Linked DNA regions of Mus musculus: region 2 is linked to region 1. Evidence: chromatin contacts called from public HiChIP or PLAC-seq data. All regions are on one chromosome and are shown on one strand. Each heading gives the region's core, a stretch centred on a gene start, on an enhancer-like site or on the middle of the called end of the contact. The rest is flanking DNA. Distances are from core to core; before and after follow the strand shown. Region 1 overlaps Lrch1 (leucine-rich repeats and calponin homology (CH) domain containing 1). Region 2 overlaps Lrch1 (leucine-rich repeats and calponin homology (CH) domain containing 1).

Region 1 (4,927 bases), core at 804-3,303:
CCAAACAAAAAAACAGAACAAAACAAAACAAAACAAAAGCACATACAACTCTAATATCTAAAACAAAAATCACAAAACAGCTACAAATCACCACCAGTACTTATGCAGAAACCAAAATATACAAGAACATAAAATCAGAATTCGGTGGTGATCTAATTCTGATCGTCCATGGAGTCTAAAAGCAAGTCTATCCAGTGAGAGCCGGACCTTTCCATGCCTTAACTAAGTTATGAATCAGCACCTGGCCCACTCCACTGTGGTTCACAACGGCCCTCACAAGCATGGAAGCCAGGCCGGCCTGAGGCCAGTGTCACAGGAGATCATGCTACGGTCCTCCAGGCTCCAGATCAGGCCCGGCACAGGACTGACAGTGCCAAAGGGGAGACACGGTTTGGGGGAAGAATCTGCAGGGGTGATTTTCTGTCTGAGGAGAGGACTCTTGTCATGTAAGTATAAATTAAGTTTCTGTGAGTCTCCTAAGCAACCACATGGGAAAGCTTATCATTGCTTGTGGAGACTCATCGCAAGTATGAAATCAACCGCTTCCACGGCTTTGAAAGACATAACTAATATGATTTTTTTTCTTTAATAAAAATGAGAAAAGGGAAGATAATCTATATGTTTAGGCAACACACTTGCAGAATGGCCTCTCCTAAGATCAAACCTGTGTGTGTGTGTGTGTGTGTGTGTGTGTGTGTGTGTCTGTGTCTGTGTGTGTCTGTGTGTGTCTGTGTGTGTTTATGTTGTCCCCAGTTAATGGCAGCATCATTAGGCGTAGGTTGGACCCCAATAGCCTAGATGATTCTTCCTGGCACAAACCCCCAACACCATGGCCGTAACCAACCAACCAACCCCTGCAGGCTGTGTTTAAGCACATGCGGTAACCTCAGCATGTACTTACTACACATAAGACAGCGCTGCGTCTGATAGGCACCCAAGTTCTCCATCTAAGAAACAGGACACCTATGGACAAACACAAATACACAGGCCTGCTCGGATTTTGAAGAGTATCTGACGAGGGTCAGTTATGTGCCCTCCCAATATAATATGCATAACATAATAGGAATAGATTTCCCAAGCAAATCTATTACATAAAGGAGAGACAGGCTATACAGCATTGTATATTTAATATGGTAAAAACAGGGCAAATCCTATTTCCCAGGAGCCTCTGAACCTAACCAAGTCTTAAAGAGGTTATGCGTTTCATCATAAAAAGAAACCCCACGGGTACTTATGTCTAATTAGCGGAAGGAGTAGTGTGAAAAAGCAATAATTATCTCCATGTCTGGGGAGGTTTCTATCTTGAAAATGCACAAGCAATGTTTCTAGAATGGTCTCATTCTCTAGAACATTTCTGTACAAAATTCGTCTAAATAAGTCATAGGGCTTTTTAAAGATTATTCTGAAAAGATACTAATTAGAAAAATAAATTTTAAAGCAAAGAGCAATCAATGTCTTACATGTCTACAATCAGTGTCGAGTATCAGATTGCAAATTCCACATCAATTTACTTACTAGAATATTCAAATTAATTCCTTCTGAATTTTCTGTTAGTCCCAACCTTCTATGTCTTTGAGAATAACTCACTTAAGCTACATTGAATCACTGTGCACTCAACATTATAACATCACAACTATCCAACACAAGAATCATGAGAAACTGTTACAAATATTTACTGACTGAATTCTTCCTAAAAGAAAAAGGGAATCTAATTATAACAATTTAAATACTCAAATATAAGCTTTTTATGGGCTCACTCACCCAAACCCTATTGTTTAGATCCTAACAATGACTTAAATCACACTCAGGGGTGGACTGAGTGGTATAATACCAGCAAAAGAATGTCTATAAGAAAATTAGGTCTTTCGGTAATGGGTGCAAAAGCAAATTATCAACAGTGTCCAACCAGCGTGGAACCAGACCCCTCTGTAGAGGTGCCTTTTGCATGTCTCCCTATACAACTTGAGGCAAGTGCCTTACTCTCTCTGTGCTCACAGAAACAGGAGGGATGAGCATCAGAGTGAGCACCTGACCAAAGTCTCAACCCCTGACTCCAGGAAGCCACAAGGTGGGAGGAGGGGCCTCACTCCCGCAAAGGAGGGGGCTCATCAAAGTTTCCTAACCTGCACTCACTCACTCACTCAATAAAGCACACACACACACACACACACACACACACACACACACATATATATATATATGAATAAATACAGTACACATATATAAATAAATTAATAAATAAATAGAGTATGAAATATTTCTAATTTCTAATTTCTATATCAGGAAAATCCACTGACTACCCAAGAAGTAAATGAAACTATTAAGTGGTACTCAATAATGTCAATTTTCATTTCTTGGTAATCAAACAACCCTCAATACCTACAGTCAGAACTTGGAAAAAGGAAAAAAAAAATAAAAGTATATTAACATAAGCCTGACCCCTTCAGAGCAGCAGCCTTTGATGTGACATATGGCCGCCTCACGCCCTTGCCTCTCCATTGTGAACCTAGGCCTCAGACCTCTCCACATCCCACAAACACAGGCTCCACTCCCTGTTCTTGCTGCTAAAGGCAGAAATGGAAGCCACAGAGAGGCTCTGAGTAACTCCCGGGTTTCCACAGAAACCAGAAAGGTCAAAGGCATTACCAGAGACCACTAATGGACAAATGATTACAGCAGACGCGCTGGCACACACTCCCACACCTACCACAGAGACACTAGGTATAAAATCATGATAGGGAGGACTCTCGTCAGAAGCTTGTCATCTGGCTCTTAGCTCAAATGCCCCACACAGCCAAACAGTGGTTGAAAGGTAAATAAAAACCCTGTGTGTCTGGTTAGGGCCTAGGGTTAGACCTTCTACCAGCATGACTGGATCCAGCCTGGTGGGCCTTCTGCTGTGAAGGCAGGCTCCTAAGTCAGGCCCTCTGTTCTTCTGCATGGCAGATGGGGATGCTCAGCCAGGGAGGACATGAGAGAAAGCAAGCAAAGCCAGCGAGGCCAGCAACCCACTCAAGTGCACAGCACCAGGGTGGAACTCCTGGGTCCTTGGCAAAGGTCTCATCTGTAAAAGGACCCGACTTTACTGAGCTGTTAGCATGCCAGTCTTCACAGCTGCTAGTCAACTGTAACATGTGGCCATGATAGAGCACCTCTCACCAGACACACCTCATCTGTCAGCAGGATCGGACAGAAAAAGAAGCACATTTCCAGAGATGGCTCGGCCAGTGAAACCCTTGTAAGGCATTGAATTTGTATCTCCAGCAACTGTGTTAAAAAGCTGGGCCAGAAGCAGCTGCCTGTAATCCCAGCCCTGGGAGGAGGGACGGGAACTAGAAGATTCCTGGGGCTTGCTGGTCAGCTAGAATAGCTCAGTCAGTGAGAGATCCCACCTCAAAAAATAAGGTAGAAGTCCCGGAGTCTGGCCTCACTCAGTAGGAGTCCTTATAGCAGGAGTATGAGGACCTGAGGCAGATCTCCAGAGTGAATCTCAAAGCCAAGTGTGGTGCTGTGTGTCTATCGTCCTCTGCACTGTGAGTGGAAGGCTAAGAGAGGACTGCTGGGGCCTGCTGTCCTGCCAGTCTTGCCGAAATACAGCGTCTAGGTTCTCCGAGAGATCATGTCTCCTGGGAATATGGCAGAGAGTGACAGAGAACCCTGAACATCCTTCTCTGGCTTCCCCATGCACGGGAACAGGCACATATGTTACGTGTACACACATAAATGCACTACCATACCAACACTTGTGCATACACAAACACACAGAGAGACACGTATGCAAATGGAGAACCCATTAAGGAAGACACCCAAGACTTATCTCTGGCCTCCAAATACATTTATAAACATGCAAACACACATACACACACAAGTTCAACAAGTTCCAAAGGTTTTAGTTGAGTTTAAGTGAGATTTAGTCTACAGAAGGCTACAGATGCTCGCAACCTGACCTGGTTCTACTGTAAGGAAACATTCAGACATGCCTATTTGTCCAGGGCCATCAAGGAGAAGGTCTCCGGCTCATCTGCAAGTTGTGGCTTGTCACAAGTTTAATAAGAAAGTCACAGCAAACTGTAATAAGGAATTCCAGAGAAAGAAATCACCATTTTCCACACCGCTGAGCTCAGTACTGGTGTTTGACTTTAATCAGCCACGTTGCTCCATCCCCTTAGGTAAGTAACTACGGAACCGGCTCCAGACTATAACATAGCAACGTGCTACCTGCCTTGCCTGGTTATTTTAAGGCTTTATGGAACGATGCCGGTAAATAAAATAGTTAACAGCCTACTAGAAACAGATGCTCAGTACATGTCAGCCTTCGCTCTTCTTCCCACGAAGCAGCACTTACACACACAATATCTAAGCTGCAAGATAAACCTCGAGAGATGGTTAGGAGATGATTCAGAGTGGGCAAGGGGGTCTGAAAGTTCTAGACTGATTTATCAGTAGTGACTCTAAATGGATCAGATACAGAGTTAAGATCCTATCAGTTGCCCTGCACCAGTGCCTGCATCAGATGGAAAATACACAGGGGCTGGAAAGAAGAATGGCTAGGTGTTGGTTGTCCAGGGTGTTGACCAGGTAGGCAGATGGCTGTGCAGGACAATAGCTGGGTGGGACAATGAGTGTGCTGTGCAGGGAGATGGGAGCATAGGTGTGGGGCAATGGCCATGTGGGGCATTGGCTGTGCAGGGAGCTGCCTGTGCGGGCTATGGCTGACATGAGATACTGTTTGTCTTAAGACGATAAGGTAGTTGTGTTGTGATGGCAAGGCTAGGACAATGTTCTGCAGCCTGACTTCCTTACAAAACTAAGAAGGAACAACTGCTTCCTTTCTGATGGATGAGGTGTCTGGCCTTTGTTTCTAAAGTGGTCGTGAACTCTGGGTGATGTTGGTACACACTTAAAAGTGGGTATGATTCTCTTCAGA
Region 2 (4,927 bases), core at 1,602-4,101, 88 kb after region 1:
ACTTATTTATCTCTGAAAATTGCCACCACTTTCAGTGTGCTTGGTCTGTAGGGGTTTTCTACTATAATCTCTCCCAGATTTACTGTGTACATAAAAGGTATTTTATGACTTCAGATAATACCGAAACTCTATGGCTCTGGTTTTCACACTTGGGCAAGCAGCGTGCTGTAAATACAAATGACTACAAAATAAGTCACTCAGAAGAGATCAAATAACTGCATTTACAACTATCAGGCTCATGGGGAGAAATGGGGCCTCGGATCTGCACATTCCTCCGATTTTCTCACATTAAATCCTATTTAAAGGTCGCCATAATGCTAGTGGCCACAGTCCCGCCATCCCGTAATGACCCTGGCATAGCAAAATGAAATGGAAACCCTAAGAGTAATTAATGTGAGCAGCCGGGAGGAGAGAACAAAGAGATGGGGCTCACACGCCGTGTACAAGGGCCAGTAGGCTATGGCTCCCTGAAGTCAGGTCCCTGGGTCAGTCTCACTCAGTACCTGTGCCCTCCCCACAACCACACCCCCAACCTCACCCCACCCCCTGACCAGCTCTCCTCACCCCTCCCACTACCCCCCAGCTTGACTGCCCCAACCATTTTGGCTGCACTCTCTTGGTTTGCTTGGTTTCCATGTGCTCTCTCCATCTCTTCTCCTCTGTCTTTCTCTTCTCTTCCTCTCTGTCTTCCTCTCCTCTTCCTGTCTTCTTATCTTCCTATCTTCCTCTTCTCTTGCTCTCTGTCTTCCTCCCTCACTCCCTGACTCCCACAGCCCAGTCCATTCTGTTTGCCATGTTCAGTCTGCACTCTTCCAGATGCCCCTGGCTATGTTCTCCCTCTATCTACAATAAACCTCTTCAACCATACCTAAGAGCGGTCATATCTTCACTTAAATTCACCTGAACCTGTTCTATGTGGGCATAATGTTTTTGTGAACTGTTTAAAGACTATCCTTGTATTATTCAAACGCTGATTTCTCTGCCCGCCCACCCATCTAGTTGCAATCTGGACACACTGTAATGCTTACTCCAAGTATCTCCTGTTTCAAGTTTGTGTAAACATTGCTCCCCATTTATTCTCTAATTTAGCCAATGGCTGGGCAGAAGAGAGAATAGGGAGGGACTTAACACCAGGAAGGGAAAGAAGAAGAGAGAAGATGAAGAAGTCAGCCCAGGAGAGACTCAAACAAGTAGCAAGGGGCATACGGTTGAGATGTAAGTTAAAATAGCTCAGAGCCTTCCCAATCTAGGCTTACAGCTTGTTAATAAAATACCAGGTCTCTGTGTCTTTTACATGAGCTAGCTAGAGTAAAGAACTCATTTACAATCCTAAGATTCTCATTGCTAGTCCATAACACCCCCGTTTTAACAATAAGACAGACACATTTTTCAACTTTTCACCAGAAAACAAATGGTGTTTAATCTCTAAAACTGTACCATAACACGAGAACAAACTACTTTGGATATTTTTTTTCCTTCTAATCCCTAAGTAATCATACTTGTCACGAGTGTCCTGAGAGATTCATCTGCCAGTTTAAACCCATCATCCGCTCAGGCAAGTCACCATGTATGTATGCCTTAGCATCTTCATTACCTCTCCTCTGATACTTCTAAAAATGCCTGTGGCTTACGTCAAACCTTTCAGAAACATCCGGAAATGCTGTCTAAACTGCCTTGGCTCATCATCACCGAAGCTCCAGCCTCAAGGTTCACCTGGCATCCTTTCCATCAGCATCAGTGTTATGCATGTATTTGGAGTGCAGCCTGCCTGGGACCACAGGAAGAGTTAGAGGTCTGGCACCTCTTTCTAGGGTTCTGAAAAACCCCAGGGCCAGGGTCAGAAAAAAACACAGGGTCGGGAACAGAGGTGACACTGGGGGCCACAACTCTCTAGTCTCTGAAATCAGAGTAATGGGGACAGGAGACATTTCCTTGAACAAGCAGTATCCCTGGAATGTGGTCATTACAAACCAAGAATCTTGGAGAGATAAAAGGAGGCCTAGACTTACTGAGCCTCTTCGCATCTGTCAGGTGCTATTTGAGCTTCAGCAAATCACAGTATCTCTGAGTCTGAGGCAGTAGCCATTTAATGGCCAGTTCCCTTTTCATAACGAAACTGAGACCTGGTGGGAATCACTGACTTTGCTACAAAAGCTAAGGCTTTCTCATAAAATCCTGGATGAAACCGCCATCTCTGTCCAAAATGCCTAATATTCTTCTCTGCTTGGAAAGATCCAGAAAAGCTGCCCATGCCAACAAAATGCAGCCCATCATCCCAGAACCCCAACCCAAGCCCAACACAGCCAGTTACAGCTCAGTCGTGGTCCTCAATGAAGAAGTGAGCTCTACAGATCCACTAAATGAGCTATTCAATTATGTCAATGGCTGACAATTACAAGTGACTGGCAGTTATGGCCTGTTATGTGACACTTTCCCAGGAACAAATACAACGTTCCGGGGACCTGTGGCATTCTCACGTGTGACCATGACCGCAGAGTGAGGGTCGGCTGCTCCACTCCTCACAGGTAGGTTCCAAATGTTCTGAGACAGGTCACAGAACCCTAGCACTCCCCAAACCACCTGGTGACAGTGGTCATCAGAACTGTCACTTGGCTGTAGCCAATGGCCACATGTCCTCTGCTTGCTATCCTTTCCTCCTCACTCTCTTTCTACCTACATTTATGTAATATCATCTATGATAGCATTAGAAATAGACTGACTAGAAATAGATCCCTTGTCCACATCCAAAGCCCATGAAGAAAAAATGTGAGGCTTTTAAGGCAGTAGAACTCAAGATAAAAAGTGAAAGTAAATTCTGAAGTGCTGATTCCTCTCCACCCCCCACCCCTGCCCCAGTATCCTCCCACACAACACTGGCCCACAAGGCTTAGAGCTGGGACTTTACACAGCAGGGTGGGTCTAAAAGCAGACATCTATAGGGACAGGACCAAAAAAATGATTAAAAGTGAACGGGAGATAGAGCTGCAGCCCAAAGTAGCAATGACTCAGATTAACAACACACCAGTAGGTGAGGCATATTCAAGGCCAGGATTTTGCGTCATGCTCATTTCTGTCCCAGCCATGGAAAGACCCATGGCATCTTCACGTGTGACAGCAGCATGAGTGTCAGCTGCTCCTCTCCTCACAGGTAGGTTCCAAGCGTTCTAAGACAGGTCACAGAAACTCTAAGCACCCGAGTGGTGACACACAGATGCCTGCCCCTGTGCTAAGCTGAAAAAGTTCCCAACCATCTGAGAAGCTGTGCTTCCCTTAAGGAATTACGTCTCGTTGGTTTGTTTGTTTGTTTGTTTGTTTTGGTTTTTCAAGACAGGGTTTCTGTATAGCCCTGGCTGTCCTGGAACTCACTCTGTAGACCAGGTTGACCTCGAACTCAGAAATCCGCCTGGAATTATGTCTCCATGTCACTAGGAGTTCCCCTCTTTACTTTTCAGTAGTGAAACACGTGAAAATGCCCAGCTCTCTGCTTGCTCGGTTCCCACGGGAGCACTCTGAGAGAGGAACTTCTATAGCAAACACACCAAACTGCACTGCCGTGATCCTTCCCAACCACAGCACAGATGCCATCCATGCTGTGCACACGGTCCAGCTCCAGAAGGTCCTTTTTTTGTTTGTTTGTTTTTTTCACAAGCAGCATTTTATAAAACAGTGTTCATCAGTCCTTGTGGATTTTGACTAGTCTGGCATGTGAAAGCTAAGGGTCAACTTGATGTGGTGGCTCGCATCTGTAACCCCAACCCAAGGAAGTAGAAACAGAAGAAACTACCACAAGTTCATGGGCAGCTTGGTCTGTGTAGTGAGTTCCAGGGCATCCAGAGCTACATACATAGAGAAACCTGTCTCACACTCCCTTACCCCCAAAACAAGCAATAAAGAAGAATTAAGTCTATACAATTACAAATGGGCAAAACCTTAAGAAACCAAAGTTCATTAAGAAACATTTAGAAAGATCAAGGGAAGTTGAGACAGCTCCAATAAACAGCGCACCTTACAAACACAAACCCGGAGTTCAACCCCCAGATCATGCAATTAAAATGCTTTGCATAGCATTTGTAATCCCAGCAGGAGGGGAGGGGCTAGCTAATCTAGCCTGTACAGTATGCTCCAGGACCAGTGAGAGACCCTGCCTCAAAAATCAAGGCAGACAGTGAGTGACAAGAGATATCCAGTGCTGACCTCTGGCACCTATACACATCTGCCTGTAAGAACATGCACTAACACATGCACGTGTGTGCACACTCACACCCCTACACATAAGGCACAAAGAGACTTAGAGGGACCGTCACACTCAGACAAGAGCTAGGCAGCTCTTCATCACCATGGGAAAGAGCCCACATCTTCACAACATCAGCAACACAAGCTTCACTGCCTACCTGGCCCCCACAACGCAGACGAGGCAAGTGACAGAATTAGTTTTAAGAACTCGTCCACTGAAAATAGTATTACAAAGCTTATTGGAGGGGGGTGGGGGTGAGGGGGGGTTGCTCAGTAATAAAAATGAGTTGAACACAACTTTTTCTCCCCAACCTGGAAGCAACAGGAGTGAGTCTGGGAGAGGAAGAATAGCCACAAAGGGCCATGAGCTGGAACCCAAAGTGGCATTCATGCCAAGTGCCCTACGACTCATGTGATACAGACGTCCACATCTCTATGAGACAGGTTCTACTCCTGTCATTCCCAAGGGCGGGTGCCAAGTCCTCCCAGGGAACTCTGAAATTCTACCAAGCTCACCCCATGGAGCTGAGATTCTGACCCTGGGCTTCCGTCAGCTTTGACTCTGCAAACTTCCCAATGAAGAACGCAACACTCATTTCTGAAACAGGATCCTTTCAGCAGACAACGACGTGGACATCTGCGTTGCACCTGGGTGGGGACACAGGTTGGCAGCCTCTCACAAGAGTGTGGGAAG

Evidence for each region. HiChIP or PLAC-seq counts read pairs in DNA pulled down with a chosen protein or histone mark.
Region 2: a BATF HiChIP or PLAC-seq map of CD8 T cells shows a contact between it and region 1, with 6 read pairs. The contact joins two enhancer-like sites. A contact is called at or near these places in 1 of 15 datasets of contacts at CTCF or cohesin (the NIH/3T3 cell line), 5 of 484 Hi-C or Micro-C datasets (bone marrow-derived macrophages, muscle stem cells, myocytes and 2 more), 5 of 115 datasets of contacts at active chromatin or transcription factors (CD8 T cells, effector CD8 T cells, embryonic stem cells and 2 more) and 2 of 9 other capture datasets (bone marrow-derived macrophages and embryonic stem cells).

The regions. Positions count from the first base shown.
Region 1 is chr14:74,828,723-74,833,649 of GRCm38.p6, forward strand. All of the region lies in intron 3 of Lrch1 (leucine-rich repeats and calponin homology (CH) domain containing 1), which reads right to left. Among named protein-coding and RNA genes, the nearest start is that of Gm52135, 13 kb to the left of the region's middle. Within about 2 kb of position 2,054, at least 14 of the 459 cell types and tissues checked have an H3K27ac peak or open chromatin away from gene starts, as enhancers often do. A contact at or near this core is called in CD8 T cells, where this site is marked.
Region 2 is chr14:74,915,825-74,920,751 of GRCm38.p6, forward strand. All of the region lies in intron 1 of Lrch1 (leucine-rich repeats and calponin homology (CH) domain containing 1), which reads right to left. Among named protein-coding and RNA genes, the nearest start is that of Gm10847, 3.8 kb to the right of the region's middle. Within about 2 kb of position 2,852, at least 56 of the 459 cell types and tissues checked have an H3K27ac peak or open chromatin away from gene starts, as enhancers often do. A contact at or near this core is called in CD8 T cells, where this site is marked.